3 separate regions of the Mus musculus genome follow, and all the other regions are linked to region 2. Evidence: chromatin contacts called from public Hi-C and targeted proximity ligation data. All regions are on one chromosome and are shown on one strand. The core of a region is the stretch at or near the end of the contact, and the rest is flanking DNA. Distances in the headings are between cores, read along the strand shown.

Region 1 (4,797 bases), core at 1,082-3,581, 240 kb after region 2:
AAAAGAACATGGGCTTCCTGGAGGGAGCTGGGGCCATCTGGAGCCCCTCCCCCAATTCCTCATTGACTCTGGGCTGCTGCCTGCCTGAGAGATACAGCAACAGGGTCCAGCAGGGGCGGAAGGGTACCGTCTGTCTGCCCCCGAACTGGCACCACCAGTAGGCAGAGGGTGTCGAGCCTCCCACCCCCCCCAGGCTGCCTGGCGCTGACTCAGCATCGTCTCCCCCCACCCCCAACCCCGGAACAAACAATTCTCCACTGTGACAGCTGACACACGTCATTCACCAGGGTTGCCTAGTGACTAGTGGGTCCTGGGGTTTTACTTCTGAACAGCTTTGACCTGAGGACCACGCTCTCTCTCCTGGACTTTGCATGTGCAAGCCCTGGTTTTACTGATAAGCCTGATAAGAGGACCAAGCTAAATGGGTGAAAAGCTCAGTGCCTCACAGTGGAAGGGGTCCCAGAAAGGTCTGTCGAGAGAACAGAGATGCTGCTCCCAACCTCAGGAGACTTCATCTCGGCCTGGACACTTTGCAAGGTCCAGGTCTTATGCAGCCTGACTCCCCCGCAGCTGCTATGCAACTGTCCTAGGCAGGCTCTGAGCTCCTAAGAAGGGCCCCACCAGGGAAAGTGGAGTTGTGAGTGGGAAGGGGCTCCTTGAATTTCAGGAGCTAGTTAGCTATCCTGCCTGGGTCCCCCCATTTTTTCTAATTCTTAGGACCCAAGTTGTTCTTCCCCCACAGAACTGTCCAAGGCCCTGGGGCCTGGGACAGGAAGCGCATAATGGATTCGAAGTGATGGAGGAAGAGAGAAACGGAGCAGAGGACAAGAAACCCAACTGGGAGACCTAGATCAAGACTGGAGCAAAGTGAGGGGTTGGGCTGGAGATGGTGTGTGTCTGGAGATGCCTGTGGGGGCTCAGGATCTAGTACCTGTCAAAGAGGAAGGAGGGGAGGACAAAGGAAGAGACAGGGTGCTTTCTGGGAGGCAGCAAGTCCCAGAAAGACACAAGAAATGGAGAGCAAGAAAGGTAAAGCAAGAGGGGACGGAGGCACGCTGGATGCAGTCAGATAAGAGAACACTTAAAAGAGGATTAGACCAGGAGATGTGCATGCTAGTAGCTACAACAGAGAGACAGGCCTGTATGGGACCCGTTTGAGTGCATTGGAGGAGGGGCAGCTGGAAGGAGCCGGCAGAGACCTCAACAGTAAGCCAGAGGCTCACAGTTCTAGAGAGGAGAAAGAACCAGGTAGAGGAGGCCCTTGGGAAAGCCCAGGAGAGAACTAGGTACAAGAACCCTCTCCAATGGGAAACCATTTGAGATGAGACAAGAGACATTCTGAAGAGTGAGGTGTGAGGCTAGGCCAGGGTGAGGGCAGACCAGGAGTGAGGGACATGAAAGACAAAAGGCACGTATGTGAAGGAATCAGAAGGAAGCTGGAGAGTCAGAGTGAGACCAGGTGGGAGCTAGGTTTCTTGAGCTGCTTCGAACCTATCCCACTTGGGTCAGAGGGGTCCAGGAGGGGACAGGGTTAATGGGTTCTAAGATATGCGGGTCTTGTAAACAGATGCAGTTGCCATAGCAACCATCTCCATCATTCTGGTTGGAAAAACCCACAAAGGAGAGGGGTTCAGCGGGGGGGCTGGGGGGGCACACAGACAAACTGCCCGATGGACAGACGGGGGTGGATGGATGAGAATATAGAAGGATCAAGAATTCCGCCCCTGCCCAATGACTGGATGAAGCAAGGAGAGGGTCAGGACCTACTGACATACCCACAGACAGGCGGGGGCGGTGAAGGAAGGGGGGGGCTGCCCCGGGGGAAGGAAGCCAACGACAAGGGGGTGTTGGGGGGTGCGAACAGAAACCATGGGGGCTAGTGGAAAAGACCTTTCAAGTTTCCCCGGAGCACTGATACCATCAGCCCCAGCCCCCTCCTGCTCCATAAGCCCACTTGCCCCCCACCCCGCCCCCAGTCCAAGCCCAGTCTTACGTGCCAGATGACAAAGAAGATGAGGGAGGCGCACAGCACCAGGGTGAGCATGTAGCAGAATGCTGCGAAGGTGAACGCCATGGCCCCCGCGCCGGGCGGTGGCCCGGGGGGCGCCAGCGCGGGGTCTGGGCGCAAGGGGACGCCCCCCGGCCCACACTTAGGGCCGGACGGGCATGGCCCACCGGACTCTAGGGACACGGACAGCGCGTCCGGGACCAGGGCCACGAGGCCGTGGGGGACGCGGGGCGCGGGCCGTGGGGCTCGGGGGGCGCGTCCGCTGCCGGCTGCCCGGGCCCCGATCGCTCATCCTGCGATCCCTCGCCCGCGGCTCCCTCGCTCTCCAGCCCGCGAAGCCGGCGGGGCGGAGCCGGGGGCGGGGCCGCCGTGCAGCGGCCTCGGGCGGGGCTGAGACTCAGAGCGCCCCTCCGCCAGCCTCATCAGCCCAGCACAGCCACTCACCCCAATGAGCCCAGTGTTTGTGCACCTCCAGAACATGCAGACCTGGAAGCCCGTTCCTGGTACAACTTTCGGACAACTAAGCCCACTATAGCCACATTCTGTACTCCCGTCTCCACAGAGTGCTGGCTCAGGGGGATACAACTGAGGTCCTAATGTAAAGCAGCGCTTGTCAAAGCTCAGGATAGCTGGCATCTGGCTTCAAGCCACAAGAGGGGACTAAAGTCGGGGACTGGAGGAGGGGAAGACTAAATGCAGGGGGACCAACGCCTGCTCCTTGCTTCTAACTTCATGCCTTGAACGCCTGTCCCAGTGGATGTTGGTGGCTCACCTGACGGCCTCCTGCCAGCCTCCCTCTGACAGATTCATGCTGGGCCCTTGGGGACATCCCATAGCCGCACAGCAGGCTTTCCCAGCCCCAGTATGTGGGTCAAGGGCTTTTACCAGCAAGCTTAAGATACAGTCCAAGCCAGGACCCCCCATGCATCACACCAAACTCTGGACTCCAGTTCCACCCAGCAACTCAAAGCTGACTCTGACCATAGACCACACTCAGTCACCACCGCTTCCTTGCAAAAACCCTTGGCTTATCCAAGGGCCAGTGGAAATTTATTTTTTCATCCTTTTCCATCTTCCCCCAAGTGGCTTTTCCTTGCAAGATGCCTGATGTGACATCAGAGGGGAACCTGGGAGAAGAGGCTCCCTCCCAGAGGGGCAGCCCAGGGACTTAAATACACACTGGAGGGGGAGGACAGGTTGTAGGGTGAGACTGGCAAGAGACAGCACAAAGGACATGGCTTCTTAGGTAAAGACCAAAGGTTTTCTACAGGAAGCTGTGCCAGAGGGTGGGGGCCAGGATTCTGAGTTGGGAGGGGGAAGAGCCCCACAACCCCAAGCTGCACCCACATTCCCCAGAGAAGCAGGTCTGGCCCTGTCAGGCTCTGAGGAATGGAGGAAGAACAAGCCAGATGTGCTGCCTCGGAAAAGGGAGGTGGTGCTGGCAGAGTGAGGGTTAAGGCTGGTGCCCGGCCTTTGGCAAGGTGGGCCTTCCGCCTCCGCTTTCCTCAGGGACAAAGGGGCTCGGTGGGCAGGCAGCACATGGGCCTGGCTCAGGCAGGGCAGGGGGAGGCAGGAGCAGGCTCCCTCCCGGCTTGAGACACAGGCCCCGCAGCCATCCGCCCACCTACCCTAGATGTGCTCAAGACCTAACCGCAGCTGGACGGCTCAAGCTGTGTGGGAGCGATGGAGTGAGGCAGAGATGAGGAAAAGGTGGCTATGGGGCTCTCGCAGCCCTGGCACCTGTCCTGAGGTCCGATGCAGGACCCTGGATCTGAGGCCCTGGATCCCCTGGCTACTGCCTGCACCCAGGGGCAGCAGAGGCAGGGAGGCCCTTGCTATTGGGAAGAAAGGAAAGAGAAACCCAGTGCAGCATACATGGGGGTGAGTGACAGACAGCGGAGCCCTCATTCCAAAGAAAGGTGCGTGGTGGGCATCTTTTCAAGGTACCCAGAGGCAGCAGCGGAGCTGTCCCTGTGACCACCCCAGCCACAGGCTCTGCATGTCCTCCACGGGGGCCCTGACAGGACTGGGACTCAGAGCAGAAGGCAGATGGGCCAGAGGAAGATGGGGAGCCCAGGACACCCCAAAGCTACAGACTCAAATGCCCTAGGAGAGGGAGGCACTTCCTGCCCGCTCCAGGGGCATCATCTGGACAAGGTGCCCTCCCCCAAGTGCCCCTCCTAGCAGCAGCCACCGCTAGCAGGCTTCACAGGGGTGCTGTCGATCTTCAGGTTGGGCCGTTCACCCCCAGACGCTGCTCCTGGCCCCATCCGCTTTTTGATCTCTGCAGCCATTGTCATGAATGCCTGCTCAACATTGGTGGCATTCTTGGCACTTGTCTCGAGGAAGGGGACACCCAGAGAGTCTGCAAATTCCTGCGAAGGGAAGAAGAGAGAGAGGGGAGCAGGGAGAGAAGGGGTGAAGGCATGTGGGCCCCAGACCCCTGACAGCCAGGGCAGGCCTGCTCACCTTGGCCGTGGTGTTGTCCACGACCTTCTTGGTGGTGAGGTCACTCTTGTTGCCTACCAGGAGTTTATTGACATTCTCACTGGCGTAGCGATCTATCTCCTGCAGCCACTGTTTCACGTTGGCGTAGGACTCCTAGGCACAGTGTCCAAAGTTACTGCACACCCACACCCAGGTCAACCCAGGTCTAGAGAACAGGACTCCTTTGAAAGGCAGGCCCCGAGCACGGGGATTCTGACAAAGTCTCTCCCCCACCCCAAGCCCAGGTTTAGCTTTCCCCTGGTTCTCTCCCATGCGGAAACCTGAAAACCAGAAGCAGAGTG
Region 2 (4,355 bases), core at 439-2,938:
GCACATTCTATAAAAATGCCTACAGCACACTATTCAATTATCTGTGTTGAAGTAGGAGGAAACTCAAAAGAGCAAACGTGATCTAGTCACGTAAACTTCTCTCCCATAGAAGTGCTGTTTATAAATACAGTAGATGCATTCTTTTTTTTTAAAGTGATAAGCACGATTCTTTTTTTTTTTAAGATTTATTTATTTATTTATTTATTTATTTATATTAAGTACACTGTAGCCGTCTTCAGACACTCCGGAAGAGGGAGCCAGATCTCATTTCAGATGGTTGTGAGCCACCACGTGGTTGCTGGGAATCGAACTCAGGACCTTTGGAAGAGCAGTCCGTGCTCTTAACCCCCGAGCCATCTCTCCAGCCCCAGTAGATGCATTCTTTATGGGATACATTGTGGAGAGACCTATAGGGTACTGCTAGGCAGGAATCTGACATTGGCCAAGGACAAGGAAACAAGCCTCAATCTTTAGGTTGTAATAGGGAAGCAGGACAAGGCAGAAACTCCAATCTCGGGGTGGTACAAAAGAAGCAGGCCCTGGGCAAGATCCAGGCTTTTGGCCTGTCATGCATGTCACTACTGGAGTGGATGTAGCAGTCTACATAGGCCCTGTTTTGAAGACAAACAAACCAAGGGAACTGTCTTAAAGACTTCAAAAAACTCCTTCATATATACATACCCTGCACACTCCTCACGTACACACAAGATTTCTGTGACAAGGCTGATTTTAACCGCTTTAGATAACATACGACAGCTCCTTCAATGAGCTGAGGATAATTTTTGCCTCTCCGATACAAAACCAATGGATTTTTGTATCCAAGCAGTTTATGGACATTTCCCTTTCAATAATAAAAAACCCTCCTTTCCGGTCCCTCTCCAAGTGTGCAGAGGCTTACGAGAATGCATCTTGGTTTATGATTCAATTTGTTATTCCCTCATACATTTTTACACTTTGGAGATTTTTTTCCCACCCTCTGTTTTCAGTTGTGACGCTGTCCCTTGGCAGTCCTGGAACACAGTGCTTTTAAGTGATTTACGGTACGATCCACCCTTTGCACAGCTTTGTTGATTATATAGATGTCTTTTAAGCCTCACAACAGCCAGACTCATGTAGCCTACGCTCAAATTCTCTTAGGTATCCAAGAATGACCTTGAACTTCAGAACTTTCTGTCTCTTCCTGAGTGCCTCACCAGGCTAGGTTTATTCCGTGCTCGGGGATGGTACACAGGGCATTTGTGAGAGCTAGGCAAACACTAGCCACTGAACTACCTACATCCTCTGGTCCCACAACCCATAATATTACTGACCGTCTGGTGAATGACAATAGGTGCCTCAAAGGTGAGATCACACCGTGAAGGCAGGCTGAGGAACCAATTGTTTGGGTTCACCTCTTATCAGAGTCATCTGTAAGCTTCTTTTTCTTTATCTACGCAATGGGACTGCACTGACCTCACAGGTCTGCCATGGTTAAAAGGATCTGGCTTTTCCTGCGTAAGATAGAAAAGGGCGTAGATTCTTATTTTATTGTCAACCTAGTGTCCTCTCCCCTCACTCCACCCTCTCCACCCCCCCACCCACCCCCCCCCGCATCCCGCACCCCGTGGTCCACGTGCCTCGCGTAAATAAGCGAGCGCGCAAGCGCCAGGAATCGGTGCCCATTGGCCGCCCCGGCGTTCTCCAACGTTGTAGGGAAACTCTCTGTGGCCTCTGACAGCAGGCTCCGCCTCGGGTCTCTTGATCCGTGTGTTTGTGGGTCAGTGAATCCGGGCGAGCAGCTTCGACCTCGCTATGGCGCCCCTACTGCAGCTTCTGTGGCTGCTGACACTGCTCTCGACTGTGGCCCTGAGCCCCGTCCCCGCCAAGCCCTGGGCAGATGACGAGCAGGCCTGGAACTTGTCGTCCCAGGAGCTGCTGGCCCCCGCCCGCTTCGCGCTGGACATGTACAATTACGGCCGTGCTGCGGGGACAAGGGCCGTGCTAGGAGCGGTGCGCGGACGCGTCCGCCGGGTGAGGACGCGCGGGGAGCGGGCGCGGGGCCTGGGCCCAGGAATGGTGCAAGGTGGAGTTTGGCTTAAATTTGGGATGATGGCCAGGACAGGGGAGGGAAGGACCTGTTTAGACCTGTATCCGGTAGGGAGGCACAGATGGGCAATGGTCTCCTAAGAGGAGTAAAGGGGGAGGGGATGGCTGGGCCAGCCCCAACTTCTTCTCCATCCAGGCCGGCCAGGGCTCTCTGTTCTCCCTGGAAGCCACACTAGAGGAGCCACCTTGCAATGATCCCCTGGTGTGCCCACTGCCTGAGACGAAGAAAACAGTGGTGAGTGAAGAGGTCAGCTATTGTTGGCCCTAGCTGGCAAACAATTGGAATGGTGGGTCCTGTCGAGGCATTGGTTACTCCTGAGATACCAAGTTAGAGACCAAGATGCTCTGAAAGGGTGGGTGTTGGGGTGCTGGGTGTCTGCTGCTGGCCTCCCTCTTTCACCAAGTTATGACTGCCTTCCATGTGGCTCTCCTTTGAGGAACTTCTAGCTGCTCTTGCCAGGACCTTGTTTCAAACTGTCCCAAGACCGTCTTCTTTCTATGCCTCCAGCTCTGCAGTTTTGAAGTCCTGGAAGAGCTAAAAGAACACTTGCTGCTGAGGAGGGACTGTAGCCCAGTGAATGCCAAGGTCACAGGTGCTGGGATTGCTCAAGGAGACTGGGAGAGCCCAGACCATACTTGAGTCAGAATCCAGCCTTAATTACTTCTCTGTTCCGACCCTATCCAGAGTTTAGAAATGCGACTTTCAGCTCATTCCTTCCATTGTTGGACAAGGATCCCCTGCCCCAGGTGAAGACCCTGTGTCGAGGAGAGACAAAGGCCCCTTAATCCTCTTTCCCTTCTCTTCTCTTTCTCTGCACGCCCCTTCTCTCTCTTCCCCCTCACTTCCTCTTCCCATAGTGACTTCCCTGTCTTGGTCCTCCAGGGTAGAGCTCAGTCAGCTCACTGGGGTCTGGCTGGACTTGTAAGTGAACATCCTTCCGCCTTCCTAGGACTTCTCTGTGAAGATGGCTCCACTCTTCAAGGACTTCATGACCACCTATAACCGGACTTATGAATCAAGGGAAGGTAGGCCCCAGCCTTGTCATCTGTCTCCGTCAGGCCTGGGCCTTCTCCCGTCACGGCACCTTGATACTAAGGAGATAAAGTACACAGTGATACCTTATTTCCCCGGTGGTAAACTGAGCCAGATCAAGGCAGATAAGATGATATTAACTGCTGGTTTATTGGGAAGCTGCTCTCTGGCGAGTTCACTGGCCCCAGTGATTAGGCCACGGAAATCACCATGGGAAGAGGAGATGAGGGAGAGAAGGGGAGAAAGGGCCCACACAGAGAGAGAAGAAAAGAAGAGAAAAGGGAGAGTGAGGAGACCAAAATGCCTGGATTGTGTCTGGAAGAGCTTCTGGGTATGCCAGGGTAGGGACTGAGGGGTGCTGGGAGAAGCTGGAGGCCAGGTCTGCCTTGATATGAAACATATGCACCTCAGTCCCTGGTCCAGGGGTCCGAAACCAAACAAAAAGGATCCTGTGTCTCTCAAGGAGCCCATATCCCTAGGGTCCTATCCAGCTTTCTAGGCAGTCATCTTGTCAAGGAGTGGCCTGGTTTCCTCCTTCCGTTTTGTCTTCCTAACCGGAAACCATGGGCTTCATCCCTCTAGGCAGGATGGGTAAGACTTAGACCAGATTTTCTCCTTTGGATTTCCTCTGTCATGGCCTTTCCGGTAACCTCTCCTGGGTGACACCCTTCGGTCTCATTTAGATTACTGGTTTTATATTCAACAAGTCATTGTTCCAATTTGGGCCCCCAAAGTTGAGCATGTCTCTCACTTTGAAGTCGGCTTCCCTCATGTCTTATTCTGCCGGCCCCAGGGATCTATCCTTACAAACAGCTTCAGGGACTATGGCAGGGACTCAGTTAATAAAGCCCTTGCCTTGGAAGCGTGAAGACCTGACTTCAATCCCCAGAACCCACCAAAGAAGCCCGATATGGCGGTCTGGACTTGTAACCTCAGCAACAGTGAAAAAGGAGAAAGAAATAGACTTATCGCAGCCGGTCTAGCTCACTTGAGCTCCAAACCAAAAAGAGACCGTTTGTGCCTCAAACAAAAGTGGAAGGCCTTGAGAAATGACGCCAAAGGTTGCCCTTTGATCTACACACACACACCACTTACTCAACACACGCATGTATGTATACAGAAGTATACACAAAGGCACACACTCGTCTATGCACATATACAAAGGTACACACACACACACCACACATGTGCACACATGTATGTGCATACATGCATACACAAAGTCACACTCTCATGT
Region 3 (4,820 bases), core at 84-2,583, 130 kb after region 2:
CCCCACACTCGCCTCTAATAACTCTGTTTTCAGTAGTGAGAGGCTCATTTTATCTCACATATACCCCAACTTGAGATGCAAGGACTTTTAGTACTCACCATAGAGTGGCCCAGATGCTCGCTCACACTCTCCGACAGGTATAGCAACTTCCCCTCAGCTGTGAATACAAGGAGAAATCCAGGTAGTGCTGCCACAATGTCTTCAAGCTCTTGAGCAGAGAGAAGCCCGGTGGGGCCAGCCAAAGGAGTGCCTGTAGGGTGAGAAGATGTGGTGAGTCAGGATAAGAATCAGGGACAACACAGAAATAAAGAGAACATCTTTTGAGTCTTGGAGAAGACACAGGAAATTCCCATAGACCTATTTCTGCCAACACCTGTTGACCCTATGCTTGTGGATCTTGGCCAGGAGACCTGTTGCTAAAACTATCTAGCCAGGGAGCCCCTGGACTTCCAAGCCTGGCCGGAACCTCAGCAGCCCTCTGCTGTCAGCACTGTGGACAGAGCTCTCCCGAAAGGACTGGGATTCAGCACCGCGGACAGCTCCTGCGAAAAGGGGCTATGGCCATTTCAGCACCGCGGGCAGCGCCAGAAAGGGTGATGGCTTCAGGACGTCGAACAGCTCCAGAGCGCATAGAAAGACCCTCTCAGCATTTTCTAGCACAAGCTACTCTTCCTCATACTTTGCCTTTGCAGGCTTTCCCTGTAGCTTGCCAGGCTTCCTTCCGTACCCTCCCCGGATTCCTGGAGTGCCTCTGAGGCAATGGGAGCCTGGACCATTCTGTTTTAGCGCTCTATCTCACACAAATCCAGTGCTAGGACTATCGTTTAGGCTAGTCTAGATGGAGCTCAGAAGAAAAAGTAGGAAGTCCAGGGTCCCCTCAAGTCCCTTCTCTCCACAGGCTTCCAGCACGCTGTGCTAGACAAGCGGCAGTTTTAGCACATTCCCTCAGCTCCTCCATCCCTGGTCCCCGTCAGCTCTGGTCTCCGGTAGCCCAAGCTGCTCACCTCCAGCAAAGAAGACACCCTTGCGAGTGTAGATGCAGGCAAGACTCATGATGTGCAGGTAGGACAGCCGGACCTTGTCCGCTTCAGCCAACGGCAGCAGCTCCTTGAGGTTCCGAATCTCGGCGTTGATCTGGTCGCGGCGCGCCTTGGAGGCGCCCTTGGTGGATCGGTACATGACTGCCGGCTGTGGAGCTCCAGCTCCGGCTCCCGAGCACCTGCGATCCTTTCCCGATGCACCGGAGGCTTCCTCTTCCTTGCTTCCCGGTCTTTTCGCTCAGGCTCTTGCTCGCTCTCGCTCCACTCCTGGGCTCCGCTCGGCAGCGCTGCCCCCCTCGCCTGCCTCGATCCGCCTTATATAGCTCCTGACAGGCGTGGGGGGCTCGTTTTTAGAGACGGGGGGGGCAGCGGGAGGCGGGAGGCTGGGCTAAAGCAAGCTGCAGAGGGAGCCACTGGCTGGGGAGGGGGGGTGCTCCTCCTCCCTCCCAGACTTCCGACGTCATCCCGTGACGTCGAACGGGAGAGGGAGGGGGCGGGGGAAGGGGGAGAAGGGAGGGTGCAGAGGGGGCCGGCTGGCAAGAGCTGTGCAGAGCCAGGAATGGGGTGCAGGGACCCAGGTTTTCCATTACATTCTATTAGGAGGAGGAACAGTACATGGATTAGGGTGGTCTGAAGCCCTTAACAAGAGAGTTTGTAGAAGGCAAAGCGAGGCTGCTATCAACATAGATTTTTCTAAGGAGGCAAAGGATGAGAAGGGGCTTGGTCCTCTGCCAATTTGCCGCCATCTGCCAGGCAGGGGTCGAAATTACATGAGGGACTTTCCTTGGCTTTTGGGGAGGGGCTAGGTCACAACTGGGGGTCTTTTCTGGGGTCTATTCAATCTGAAAGTCCCTTAGCCAGTTTCAAATAAATAATTCCTTCTTCGCCTCCATGCCCTGACCTGAGGGTCTAAATCTCCAGGATAGGGTGGAATGGTGGTCCTGTGGAGAAGAGACCACTTGAATTCGGTCTTGATCATATTTCCTTAGCACCATAGGAACACAAACATCTCCACTGTGATCTGCAGGGATTCCTTTTTCCTCTATTAGTTCATCTTAGCCACCTGTCGGGGAAACTGAGGCAAAGACCCAGGGCCTGGTGAGGATCTGGATGTGTGTTTGAACCTCTCCCACGATCCCCTCCCGCTTGTCAGCCCCCAAGACGAGCTGTTCCCCCGCCCTCTTGCGAGCCCCAGTCTCTCCGGCGGGCTGGGGGGCGGGGGCGGGGCCGGGGGAATCCCAGCTCCATATTAGGACAGGAATCCTCCGGCGGCTGCGGCGGCGGCAGCGGCGGGCGGGGCCTACCGGCCTCCGCACAGCTCTAGAAAGCTCTCCCCACTGCTTCAGCCGGGAAGAGGGGGAGGCTGCCAAGTAGCCAGGGTCTGCTGTGCCCTCAGTGGCTGCTGCACCTACCCAAGACCCTTTAATTCTGCCAGAGTCCCCTCCCCATCTCCCTTCAATTCTTGCTCCATCTTTAGCTCCAGGGCTCCTCGTTCTGCCTGTGCACTTGTCACTGAGTGAGCGCACAACATACACCTTTCTTTTTTTTTTTTTCCTTCGTTCATTGAGCGTTGGACAGTCTATCTCGGCTTTGTGGGCGCCCCCCACCCCCACCCCTCTAATTTGCACCTTTGGTTTAACTACCTGTCATGTCAGGCTTGTCTTTGTAGTGTGGCCTTTGCATCACCCCACCCCTCCAGACACACACCCCCACACACACCTTTCTTCAGTCACTTACATGCGATTGCTGTCTACACAGGGTATGGGAGCCCTTTTTTTATCCCACAACCATTTCACAAAGGACTAGAGAAACTTTTTGCCCAAAATTTCATTTAGAGTAGGAACATATAAAAGCACTTTTAGAGCCTGAAAAACAAGACCATTTAAAAAGTTGAGGGAAGCCGGGCGTGGTGGCACACGCCTTTAATCCCAGCACTTGGGAGGCAGAGGCAAGCAGATTTCTGAGTTCGAGGCCAGCCTGGTCTACAAAGTGAGTTCCAGGACAGCCAAGGCTACACAGAGAAACCCTGTCTCAAAAAACAAAAACACACAAACAAACAGAACAAAAAACAAAAAAAAATTGGGAGAGAGGGACAGAACTGGCTGCAGAAAGTTAGAGATGAACTTTGACACCAAGGAGAAAAGTTTGTGGTCAAGAAACCCCTGTTCTTCATGGAAAGGGGTGATAGCAAGAGAGGCAACGTGGAGTGAAAAGCAGGGGGTATGGGAAGAGGGTACTTTGGTGACCAGGGCCATGGCTTAGTAGGAGTTCACACTTCTATCATGCTCAAGACTTGAGTGCACTCCCTAGTAATGCCGGGGAGGGGCGGGGAGAGGTTCATGGTTGTAGAGCCCCTATCCTAATATTTTGTACAATTTTAGTTCAGATAGAAAGCATCTACATATACAACCATGTAGCCAGCCAGTGGTATAGCTGAGATGGAGAAAATGGTGTGTGTCTGTAAGACACTGTTTCCAACCTTATGGGTGACAGAAATGGTTTCTTCAGGATGTATTTCTCTCTGGCATGTTTCATCCTTATTAACTCTGATATCCCCACTCAACACCACCACTCCCTGTTCCATTCTCTTCCCTTGGTTTTTGGATTCTCTTTCCATATGCAAATCCAAGATGGAGTTTCTAGATTAGTTTCCCAAAGCTGAGGATGAAACCAGGGCTCTGTGTATGCTAGACAACCATTCTATCTCTGGGGTTCATCTCTGCCCTGTCTTCCTCACAGACAGGTGCTTTAAGCCCTGGCCAGGAGACGTTCTTGATATCTCCTCCACAATAAGTTGCATCTCTCTGCTGGGTCCACAGCTGGTCTCCAAGCAATTTAAGCAGACCTGGAAGGGGGAGGGGGGGGGGGGATGTTGTCGCTGTCCGTGGTGCTGAATGTTGCCTTCCCACTCAGAATGGTCGTGGTTTGCCTGTGACATCAAAGCCGAGCTGGGCCTCGGGATAGATGAGAATGGCATCCCGATGCTGTCATCCTCCTCATTGAGAATACATATGGGCTATTTACAGGTGTGGCTGTCAAGACTCCTCGGTTCTAGGAATTAGTTAAGCTTGGAAAGAAAATTGGGCTCAAGGGAGGAATCCTTGGATTTTTCCAGGAGGATGGACTAGGGATAAGGAACGTTGGAAGGGGAGAAGGTTCTAGAAAGGGGCAAGGGAGGGGGTAGGGAAGGGATCATCTTAGTTCGACTACTCTGATTCAAGTTGAGAAGCTCTGTATGCCCCCAATGTCTCCTCTCCCTAGGCCAGCTCCCACTCCTCTTGCCTCCCACCTCCATGAAACTATTTTTAACTGTGCAGAACCAAAAATAGCCTGGCAGCAGCTTCAGGCCGTGGGAGAAGAGCTATTTATATCACCAGTGACGGTTCCGAAATAGCAAGCAGGAGGAGGGGGGCGGCTGGCACGCTAGAGAGCTCCTGGCCGCTGCTAAAAATACTGTCAGTGTGAGTCATCCTGGCCTGGCTGAGTCACCCCACTCTCTCCCCCCCCAAGCGGCAGGCGGCGGCAGCAGCAGCAGCAAAACAGAATTGGAAGCCTGAGATGGGGGAGGTATCACAGCCTTTGGTTATGGGAAAGTGGACAAAGTTGGGAGAGGGGCTTTGGGGTGTGTGTGTGTGTGTGTGTGTGTGTGTGTGTGTGTGTGTGTGTGTGTAGAAGCAATAGGTGGGGGTTACAAGATATTCACAGCCAAACTTACTGGGTGAACATGCAGCATTTGCAGATCTGCCTTCCTGCTATAGGAAGCTTGAGCAACTGAAGGGG

What was found. Hi-C and Micro-C count contacts between places; a contact is called where the count stands out from the background.
Region 1: a targeted proximity ligation map of pancreatic cancer cells shows a contact between it and region 2. A contact is called at or near these places in 1 of 39 promoter capture datasets (cranial neural crest), 1 of 130 datasets of targeted methods (pancreatic cancer cells) and 1 of 9 other capture datasets (adipose tissue).
Region 3: a Hi-C map of nephron progenitors shows a contact between it and region 2, with 2.3 times the contacts expected there. A contact is called at or near these places in 5 of 484 Hi-C or Micro-C datasets (the C2C12 cell line, the G1E-ER4 cell line, the N1E-115 cell line and 2 more), 1 of 130 datasets of targeted methods (large pre-B cells) and 2 of 9 other capture datasets (adipose tissue and pancreatic islet).

The regions. Positions count from the first base shown.
Region 1 is chr19:5,096,190-5,100,986 of GRCm38.p6, forward strand. It overlaps Cnih2 (cornichon family AMPA receptor auxiliary protein 2), which reads right to left and starts at 2,332. Exons shown (of 6, transcript NM_009920.4): 1 at 1,994-2,332. The coding sequence starts at 2,074. It overlaps Rab1b (RAB1B, member RAS oncogene family), which reads right to left. Exons shown (of 6, transcript NM_029576.3): 5 at 4,478-4,609; 6 at 3,018-4,383. The coding sequence ends at 4,189.
Region 2 is chr19:4,853,477-4,857,831 of GRCm38.p6, forward strand. Ctsf (cathepsin F) reads left to right here and starts at 1,689. Exons shown (of 14, transcript NM_019861.2): 1 at 1,689-2,010; 2 at 2,222-2,320; 3 at 2,594-2,678; 4 at 2,771-2,832; 5 at 3,036-3,111. The coding sequence starts at 1,792.
Region 3 is chr19:4,988,638-4,993,457 of GRCm38.p6, forward strand. Npas4 (neuronal PAS domain protein 4) reads right to left here and starts at 1,334. Exons shown (of 8, transcript NM_153553.5): 1 at 1,005-1,334; 2 at 99-250. The coding sequence starts at 1,179.